2 separate regions of the Mus musculus genome follow, and region 1 is linked to region 2. Evidence: chromatin contacts called from public HiChIP or PLAC-seq data. All regions are on one chromosome and are shown on one strand. Each heading gives the region's core, a stretch centred on a gene start, on an enhancer-like site or on the middle of the called end of the contact. The rest is flanking DNA. Distances are from core to core; before and after follow the strand shown. Region 1 has its middle 44 kb from the start of 9530026F06Rik. Region 2 has its middle 160 kb from the start of Icos.

Region 1 (4,632 bases), core at 1,682-4,181, 280 kb after region 2:
AGAATTTAGATGGCATGTCTGCCATTATCATCCGTGTGAAGAATTCCGCGTAGAAATTGCCTCCAGAATAGTTGCCTGCAAAAATTAATAAGTAGATTTATAATGTAAGGACATATGAATGTAGCTATGTGAAGGACCACCGATCTAAACCAAATCAGCCTGCAGAGAGCCCTAAATTATGCAGAAGGCTGAAATGACATTACTCAAATTGTCTATTCCCTTTCTTTCCATCTTCATGGGGATTCATATATACTTGAGGATCACTGTATGTTTTCTTAACTCCTTGTTTCCGTTTAGTCTGGGAGAGGTTTGCCGATGACTAGTGTATATAAGAAGCATAATATAGATGCTTAAAACCTACATAGTCTTTTCCAAATTAATGACTATATGGTTAATAAGAACAATTAATGATACTAACAATATCAGTACACTAACACTACTAATCCTCTAAGAACAAACAGGGCAGATCTTGCATATGTAATCTAGCCTTTTAGATATTAGTGAATTAACAGTGGGCACCTTAAGAAACTAAAGTCATCTTTTGTCTTTTAATTTGTTTTTGTTTGTTTTCAACAGTGGTATATATTCTTAATTCTGTTTCATTATAACACTTTGGTAGTATAGCAGTTGCTACTAAAACCTGTAGCATCTCCTACTGACAATTGCCAAGTGTAATCTTTATCATCTGAAGGAAGATTTGACTTTTGTAAATAGTGAGCTATCTGAAACCAAGATAATTAGTCAAGAGCAGCTAAGGTTTAGTAGGGTCTCCCACAAGCATAGCTATGGCAATGCGAAATGTGTTCTGAACTTAGTTGATTTCCTGCTGTAAGCCACTAAATATGTAGAACTTCATACTGTCTCTCATAACAATCCGTACAATCTTCTTTGTCTTTAAAGAAAAATTTTTATAAGTTACAAAATCTAATCACTCAGTTGTGGGAAATAAAAAGGCCATAATATAATAATGAAATTTTATTTACTATTCTTGACTACAGAAGTTTAAGTAATTCAGTTTTTATTTTAACTACTACTGCTGCTGCTGCTGCTGCTGGGATTGTATGGGTAGTGTGTGTGGGGGGGGGAGTGAGAGATCACACAATCATGTGGGTACCTCGGTGTATATGGCAGGCGGTATGATTATGTATATGTCACAGGATTTACTTACAGCATTTCTTCTTAGCTCTCAGCTAGTTCCCTTACTTTGAGACCAACTCTTCTACCTGATATGAAGCCACTGAACTCATAGGTGCGAAGCCCTAGAGCCATGTTGAGAGGCTGACATCTTCCTTTGGAGAAGTCAACAGTACAATAGTGACATCTGAGCCAAGGTGTAACAATGCAGTTGTCTCCTGGGAGTTTGCAAGTGGCACCTAAGCAATCTTTCAATATTAATCTGTAACACAAGAAGTTGAAAGCTAACGCTTCTGCGGGCATTCTGCATGAACTGGGGTGCCAAGAAACCTTGCCTATAAAGAAAAACTAATAATAATACAGAAGACATGAACACCCATAAAGATGAAATAAGGGAATTCCCCTCGTGGCTAACGGCTCCATTTCCCAGTTAGTGAGTGATCACTTCTGTGATGTTGCATCACTGTACTTATTTTACTTGAGTTACTATTGCATCCTTAAATAACATGTGACCATTTTCAGGCTTATTTATTAAGATAGGTTGAGTTTATTTTATTACTTTCAACTCTCCAGATGGCACTTAACAGTTGATGCATGCAGTGACCCCAAGAGAAAGCTGTGTCTTTGCTCTTGAAACCCAGTTTTCCTCTCATGGGGATTTAATGAGAAAGTGATGCCTTGCCTCAGCCTCGGCCCTATGGATTGTGTTATCCGCCAACTTCAGATTTTCAGAGGATGCTAGCAGGACGCTGGACTTCCTCTGAGGGTGGACAAGTGCGAGTAGTGGCCTCTGGATCACAGTCCATAATGGACCATTGTGGGGAGTGGACAGATGACTGTGGTCTTCATGGCCCTATACAAAGGAATTTGCCTGATGTTGCCCCAGGATGCCTAGGAAGAGGAGGTAGAACACTATCAGTATCCTACATTCAACTCAGCAGTAGCTCTCTCATTACCTAGGCTACAAGATGAAAGTGCTAGCTGTGAGTGGAGACACTAGGCTCAGTACCACATCTTCAGGCTCACCCTCTCCCTCCAGCTCATCCAGTGTCACACTCTATGGCCTCTCCCACCACAGACACATGACTTTTGCAAGTCCTTTCTCCTGTGTGGAAGTCACTTCACATGCTACCTCTCCCCCCACTCCATCTTAGACTCCTAACCACTGGATCTAAAAATAGTCTGATTTTTGAAATCAGCTTCCAGAGCACTCTTTTGAAGGGCCCTTGCCTGGCTTTTTCTCTATCCAGAATGGTGCTGTTCTTTTGTTTTCTCTGCACAGTCCCACACTTTATATATATTTGCATCTTACTGTCTCCACTGTCCTTGTTTTTCCCAACATAATACTTTTATTGATTATTTGGGAATCTCATGTAATATACCCCAATCATACTCACTTCCAGTCTTCCCAGGTCTTCCCTCCACTCTTGTTATCCCCTCCCCAAATAAAACAGAAAAAGAAAGAAAAATGAAAAGAAAACAAACAAACAAACAAACAAACATACTAGGAAACACAAGTTCAATTTGTGTTGCCCATATACTCACTGAGCAAATTCCTACTGGTCAGCCCTGTAAAAAACAAAACAACAACAAAAAGATCTGAGTCCTTTCCCACCCACACTCAGCTAGGAGCCATCAATTGCAGAGAGCTACACTTCATATATATCACATTTTTTAAGAGTTTTCTTAGATGGCTTCCTGTCTAGGTTGTTACTTTTTTGGGTGGGGTTCTTTCTTATAATGAGTCATGTATGTGAATCATGGGAAGACAAGAACCACATCTGTCATCTATGAATGTCTAGCTGCCCAATTACTGATCTGTAGCAGATGCTGTTGGGGGTAGACCATGGATGGATGTGTTCATACATATAGAAAGAAGTGAACTGAATCTAGAAGGTCATTTTGTTTACTTGCATTTTAACTATATGGTTTCTGCCTCCCTAGAAGGCTAAGCAGATGTCACAACCTGGAGAGTACCTTAAAACTGTTGTTCGGCCAGGACATTTATGCTTGAGCAGTGAGTTCTTTCTGGTCCTGAGGACCTTAATAGTAAATGAAAATGTTATCTCCCTCCACCCCCTTTGTTGATTTTTTTTTTCTTCTAAATATGACTGAGAGAGGTTTTGCATTGGGTTAAAAACTCACAAACTGAGATGGGGCAAACATCAGCTTTGTTGTTGTTGTTGTTGACTAGTATACACACAGCATCTGCCAACAGCCAGCAACATGTGTGATGACAGAGAAAAGGAAGGAGGGAGCAAAAACAGAGGGAAGGAAGACTAGTAACATGTTTTAAAAGGTCTTTTCCATATATTTAACAACTGTGTGTGTCTGTCTGTCTGTATGACTGTGTGTTTGTATGTGCATGTGAATGCCATAAATGCATATGCCCACTGAGACTGGGCCTCTAGAACTGAATTTATAGGCTATTGTGAGCTGCCTGACTTGGGTGCTGAGAACCAAACCCGGGTTCTATACAAGAGCAGAACATACTCTTAACTTCTGAGATGTTTCTTCAGCCTCAAAGGCAATTTTTAAATTACTTGAGAAAAACTTTTTATCCTCTTAAGTAAATTACACACAGCAAAACCACAGGTAAGTGTGAACACACCCAGTGAAATACCAGTGGGATCAAGTGTGGTTCATGGCTCACTATCTATCATCCCTTACCAATGTGTTGGTGAAGGTTATGGCTTAGATGTTGGTATTAGGCCATAATAATATAACCACTATGGATGTTGGCTCTCTGCTTCCAACCCAGCTCTTATTCTTGAAGACACTGCCCTGCAATTGATGCTTTGATGGTGATTTCAAATGCTTTTTTAGTTACACGTCTGAGTAACAGTCAACTCTGAAGGTTGCCTTTCTTTTTGGAGGGTATAGAGTTCAATAATGTTACTTCTGTTACTCTGACAATAGCTGGCTTATTCATAGCTGTTTTTATACACAGCCTTGTAACGCAGGAGCAGTGGGATTCCAACAGAGCTATGTATTTGTGAGAGAGCTTTCTTCTCTCAAAATATCTTCCACTTTTGTACCAGGCTGGTATGACACTCTTTGGAACATATACCTACAAAGGGTATCTTTGAGGTTGAGACCATCCTCTTCCCTGATACTCTCTTTAATCTATAATTGTTTCCTACTTCACTTTTCAATTCTATATTGGCTTTGGAGCAATGATTTGAAAGTGGAAACTGTTCAATAAAATGTCACCACTAGACTTTTTTTCAATTAAGATGTTTGTGGCAACTACAGATGCATTAAATCGTGAAAAAGAATAATGTAAGTCTTAATCTATGAAGGCAATATGGAAGAAAATCTATTCTAAAGCCTTAATTTCGCAATCAACTCTGTCCTTGAGAAGCAAAGGGACTTGTGTAAAATCACATTTGAAAGCCAGTGGCAAAGCTAAGAAAACAAAACAATAAACAATAAACAAAAAACAAAAAGCTGTCAGTCATTTTCTACCCCAAGTGTCTTACTACACACTATGTAGGG
Region 2 (4,440 bases), core at 1,216-3,715:
AGCAAGCACCTGCTGACTGAGCCATCTTCCCACCTTGCCCTTGTCCCTTTTAAATGCCTTCCGCATCTCTACCACCACCACCAGACCTGATCCCACACTTCACACCCTGTGTAAATATTTTCTAACATAGTGGGAGTTTAGCTGGTGAGGATTTATTGACATGTTTATGTAGTGTAGTAGTGCAAAGAAACATTTGATGAATGTAGTGGTTTGTTTATTTGTTCAATGGCCAACACCCTCCCCTCAAAAACCAACAAAGGTAAAACAAACTCCAAAAATCAGAGCCTTGAAGTACACAGTAGGTCTTTTATAGTTCCATTTCAGGAAACATCACTAAAATATTATGTTATTTTTTTTCACAGTCATTAGCTAAAGGAGGCTCTACTACGCATACCGAAACCATCAGTAGAGTGGTGTGTGTGTGTGTGTGTGTGTGTGTGTGTGTGTGTGTGTGTGGTGGCTCATAGCAAAAACTGATGGGGAAAAGCTTATTGAGGGAAAAATCTGTATGTGTTTATTTCATGCTTTCACCATGAAATAAAATATTCTTATTGTTCAATTTCTTAAGAAGATTTACAATGTTGAGTATCCAAACTTCTTAAAGAGGTTGAATATTTTCCTCTGACTGTGCCTCATTAGAGCTCAGAGATCAAGAGTAAGGCAGGAAAAAGGAGGCGGGAAGAGAAAGTGAGAAACAGAGAAACCAAACCGTGGGAGGCAGAGATACTAGACCCTAAGACAGGGGTGGAAGCCACTGGGACTCAGTCATAAGAAGCCATTTGTTTTGTTTAACTATTTGTAGATAAAACAAAGACCAACATTTGAAAAGCCTCATGTCTCTGAGGCTAAGAGCACACACTGATCTTCCAGAGGACCGGAGCTAAGCTTCCAGCATCCACACTAGGCAGGAGGCAGCACACTGCTGCCTGTAACTTGTCAGAGAACCCAATACCTCTGCCCTCCAGGCACAGACAAATAATTTAAAATAATAAATATCAATACTGAAAACGATCTGATAATAAAAGAGAGACAGAGAGAGCAATAGCTATAGTAAGGCTGCAGTTCTCCTTGGGTAAGTCAATACGTGTTAGCCGGATCTGCTGGGTGTTGCATCCATTAGCCAGATCTACGATAGTTGCGGGGTAGGGGTGGAGTTGGGATGGGTGTGTGTGGTGTGATCCACCGGGGATGATGGGTTGTTAGTTCAGGCTTCCAGGGTGGAGCGAGTGAGCAAGTGGAATTTCCACTAAGGTGCTACCCAGAGTTTGTGTGCCCACGCTCGGCGCTACATACCAGGTGCATTAAAACCAACATTAATTAGGTAAAATAAACAATTGGAGCTTTCTGCAGGGCGTTCCACTTAAATACTAGATTCCTTTTACACTGTTGCTTCATGCTGCTTCTGACCTCTTTTCTGGTACAGTTTTGAGATAGGGCTAAGTAGCTCTGGCTCTCCTGGAACATTCGGAGATCCATAGGCCTCTGCTCCTCCCGCCCCCTTTACCCCACCCCACCCCTGGACACCACCATGCCAGGCCAGGCCATACTTTTTGTTTTTTAATGTTCTTGTATATTTCTGGTCACAGCAACTGTTCTTTCTATAAAGAAATTTCTTCAGATGTATAAACAGGCAATCACATTGTAAGTTTTATCTGATTATTTTTCTCTGTGGGAGAATTCCCGGAAGGATCGAGGGATATCTGTCATCCCTGCTCCAAGCTATCTACCCATGGTTGTTCTGTGAATATCTACAGTCATGTGACCGCCTACGTGTATTTTGTGGCTTTTAGAAAACTGTTACCAATTTCAAAAGATCACACAAAACTCCTGAGAACAAAATAAGGCTATAACACGGGTTTCACAGTCCTGAATTTGTATTTATCACAAACCCACTCACTCTCCAGTTCAGAACCCCTTCTCTTGGGAGCATCTTTGGTTCGTACAGTTAGTACAGATTCTCCCCACCCTCTATTCTTCCCATCACAGATATTCAGAAAATAGAAAGTATATACTGGAGGATCTATAGAATTTGCAAGTTTTGGAAAGCTATAAAATAAAAATTTTCTAGACCGGAGCTCATCTCATCTCATTCTGATTTTGAATTTAAAAAAAAAAAAAGTTAAAACAGCGGGATTGGGTTCAGTTTACTCAAGTACTCAAATTACTGGGTGGAAAACTCCAGTTGAAGTCGATGTTCTTTTCCTAAAAGCAATTTGTTCATATGTAAAGAATAAGAAGGCAGTGATGCCCCTCTTATTTTCCCTTGAAGCCCTGAGGGGTCTCCTTGATGCTTGGGGTTCCTGAAAGAGCCTAAATCCGCAGACCCTGCGAGAGTGGGGGCGGGGAAGCGCCCCCCCCAAAGAATTACCCTCATCTTCCTCCAGGTGTCACTACAGGCCTGCGCATTTCTTTCGCCTCCCCTCACCCTCCTTGTCCATTGATAAAGTGGAGGGTGATTTGTGATCCGCCTCGCTGTGATTGCGGAGGGAAACAGCCATCTTGGCTTGTCTCAGTAGTAGATTTGTTTTTCTAATTTCTTTATACTTGAAGGTTTACCAGATGCTTTATTGCCAGAGCGAGGCTGACTTGCGGTCTCTTTTCTTTCTCCTATCCCCGGCCCCGCACCCCTCCTTTTTGTTCCTAGAGACAATCAGTGTCTCTGGTCCCAGCTGCCACTGCTGATTTTTCATTACAGTTTAATTTAAAACTGGGATTGGAATGGAAATGTCTTTTTGCCATTTGGGGTTTGCAAGGCCTGTGGTTTTATTGCCAAAGGCACAAATGTTAGTTACTACTGTTTTTCCAGAGTTTGCTGGGGAGGGGTGGAGGTAGAGATGTGGGGGGTGAGAAAGACAGCTGGACTCTACAAAAGTGGGAGGGGAAATAGAGGGGGAAATCCCTCTCTGAAGGCAACGTTATTCTGAGAACTGTTTTGTCTGATGTTTTCAAGAATCTCATTTGGGTCTCGAGGAGGAGAAGCTAGAGATGTATCTCCTTAAATGTCCTTCCCTGTAGGTTAAATATTTGTCAGCCCAGCTAGTGAGATACTAGATGGATCACTATAGAGGGTGATCACCAGGTGGGATCTGCACTGCCGGGGGGTGGGGGTGGGGTTGGGGGAGATGGGTTCCCGCTTAAGGATAGTACATCTGTGGATCCACTTGACTGCAGCTGGCAATGGGAACACCCAAGGAGGGACTGCTCTGTGTACAACCTCAGAGGGAACAGTCTGTTTATAATTGCCATCACATAACGTCTTTCACTAGCTTCTGCCTTCTTGCTCCTTTGCAATTCTCGAATTGCACTCTTAGAGTTTATTATCCGCCAGTCACGGAACCCAGTCCAGTCACAGGCTGGTCCCTATAATCCCTCAGAAGGTTCTTAGTGATGGGCTGAGGGCTGGGGAGAGGCTTCAGTGCCCTTAATCCCTGCACTGTGGAGGTAGAGACAGGAGGACCCTGGTACTGACTGACCAACCAGCTTAGTCTAATTGACAAGTTCCAGGCCAAAATGAGATAGAAAGTTGCTGAGGAATGATACCCTGGGTTGACCTTTGGCCTCAAGATAGGCACGGGGTGGGGGTGGGGGGCGCGCGTGAGCACACACACACACACACACACACACACACACACACACACACTTACCAGTTTAATGGACTGATTTAATTATATTCAAATCCTCCTAAGATTGGCTATGTTTGTACTACTTGAGTGTAAAACTGTGAGAGAAGGACATTCGTACTCGAAAGTAGTCCTGCAGGAACAGCAGGCAGGCAGGCAGGGAGAAAGGAAGCCTTCCTCCGAAAGCCCACATTTAAATACTTAGTATCTTAGTATCGACATTGAGAACAGTTGTTTCCCAGTTGTAAGGGATCTGCAGAAGCCAGAGTGTCTTATCTGTCATGCTAAAAAACAATTACTGTCTCCCATCCCAGCAAGAGCCCTGCTCTTCCCGGATACACCAGTTTGGGATGTCAAACTGAATGCTCCATTATCTCCAAGATCCCGCTGACTCCTCACAGGTTGAACATTTCAACTTCCCTCCAACTGGCCTCAGGCAGCTGGGAGGCTCGTGAGCCTGCCTGGGGTAGACACATCTCACTGTGCGGAACAACTCAAAGGCTCTGGGAACTTCCCAGGGCCCTTCCAGTTTCTGTTGTCAGCCTGCGTGTTTTGTGTGCTCTTGGTTAATTGGGACATTTTGTCCAAAAGCAGCCACGTACCAGGCAGGGCCCTTTTATAAATTGCCCCTATTGGCTCTGGAGTTTTCCATTCTCCTGCTAGAAGGAGGAGAGGAAGTGGTTGGAGCAACCTTCCAGAGATCCCACAGACTTATTTCCAAGACCCTTTTGGTCATCTTCAAAACCCACAAGAACATTCTAGTGGTTTCCTCACAGAAGCCATCCCACATCCCATTAACAAAAGGAGAGAGAGATCCACT

What was found. HiChIP or PLAC-seq counts read pairs in DNA pulled down with a chosen protein or histone mark.
Region 1: a BATF HiChIP or PLAC-seq map of CD8 T cells shows a contact between it and region 2, with 9 read pairs. The contact joins two enhancer-like sites. A contact is called at or near these places in 1 of 15 datasets of contacts at CTCF or cohesin (CD8 T cells) and 1 of 115 datasets of contacts at active chromatin or transcription factors (CD8 T cells).

The regions. Positions count from the first base shown.
Region 1 is chr1:61,420,545-61,425,176 of GRCm38.p6, forward strand. No RefSeq gene overlaps it. Among named protein-coding and RNA genes, the nearest start is that of 9530026F06Rik, 44 kb to the left of the region's middle. Within about 2 kb of position 2,932, at least 8 of the 459 cell types and tissues checked have an H3K27ac peak or open chromatin away from gene starts, as enhancers often do. A contact at or near this core is called in CD8 T cells, where this site is marked.
Region 2 is chr1:61,136,991-61,141,430 of GRCm38.p6, forward strand. No RefSeq gene overlaps it. Among named protein-coding and RNA genes, the nearest start is that of Icos, 160 kb to the left of the region's middle. Within about 2 kb of position 2,466, at least 74 of the 459 cell types and tissues checked have an H3K27ac peak or open chromatin away from gene starts, as enhancers often do. A contact at or near this core is called in CD8 T cells, where this site is marked.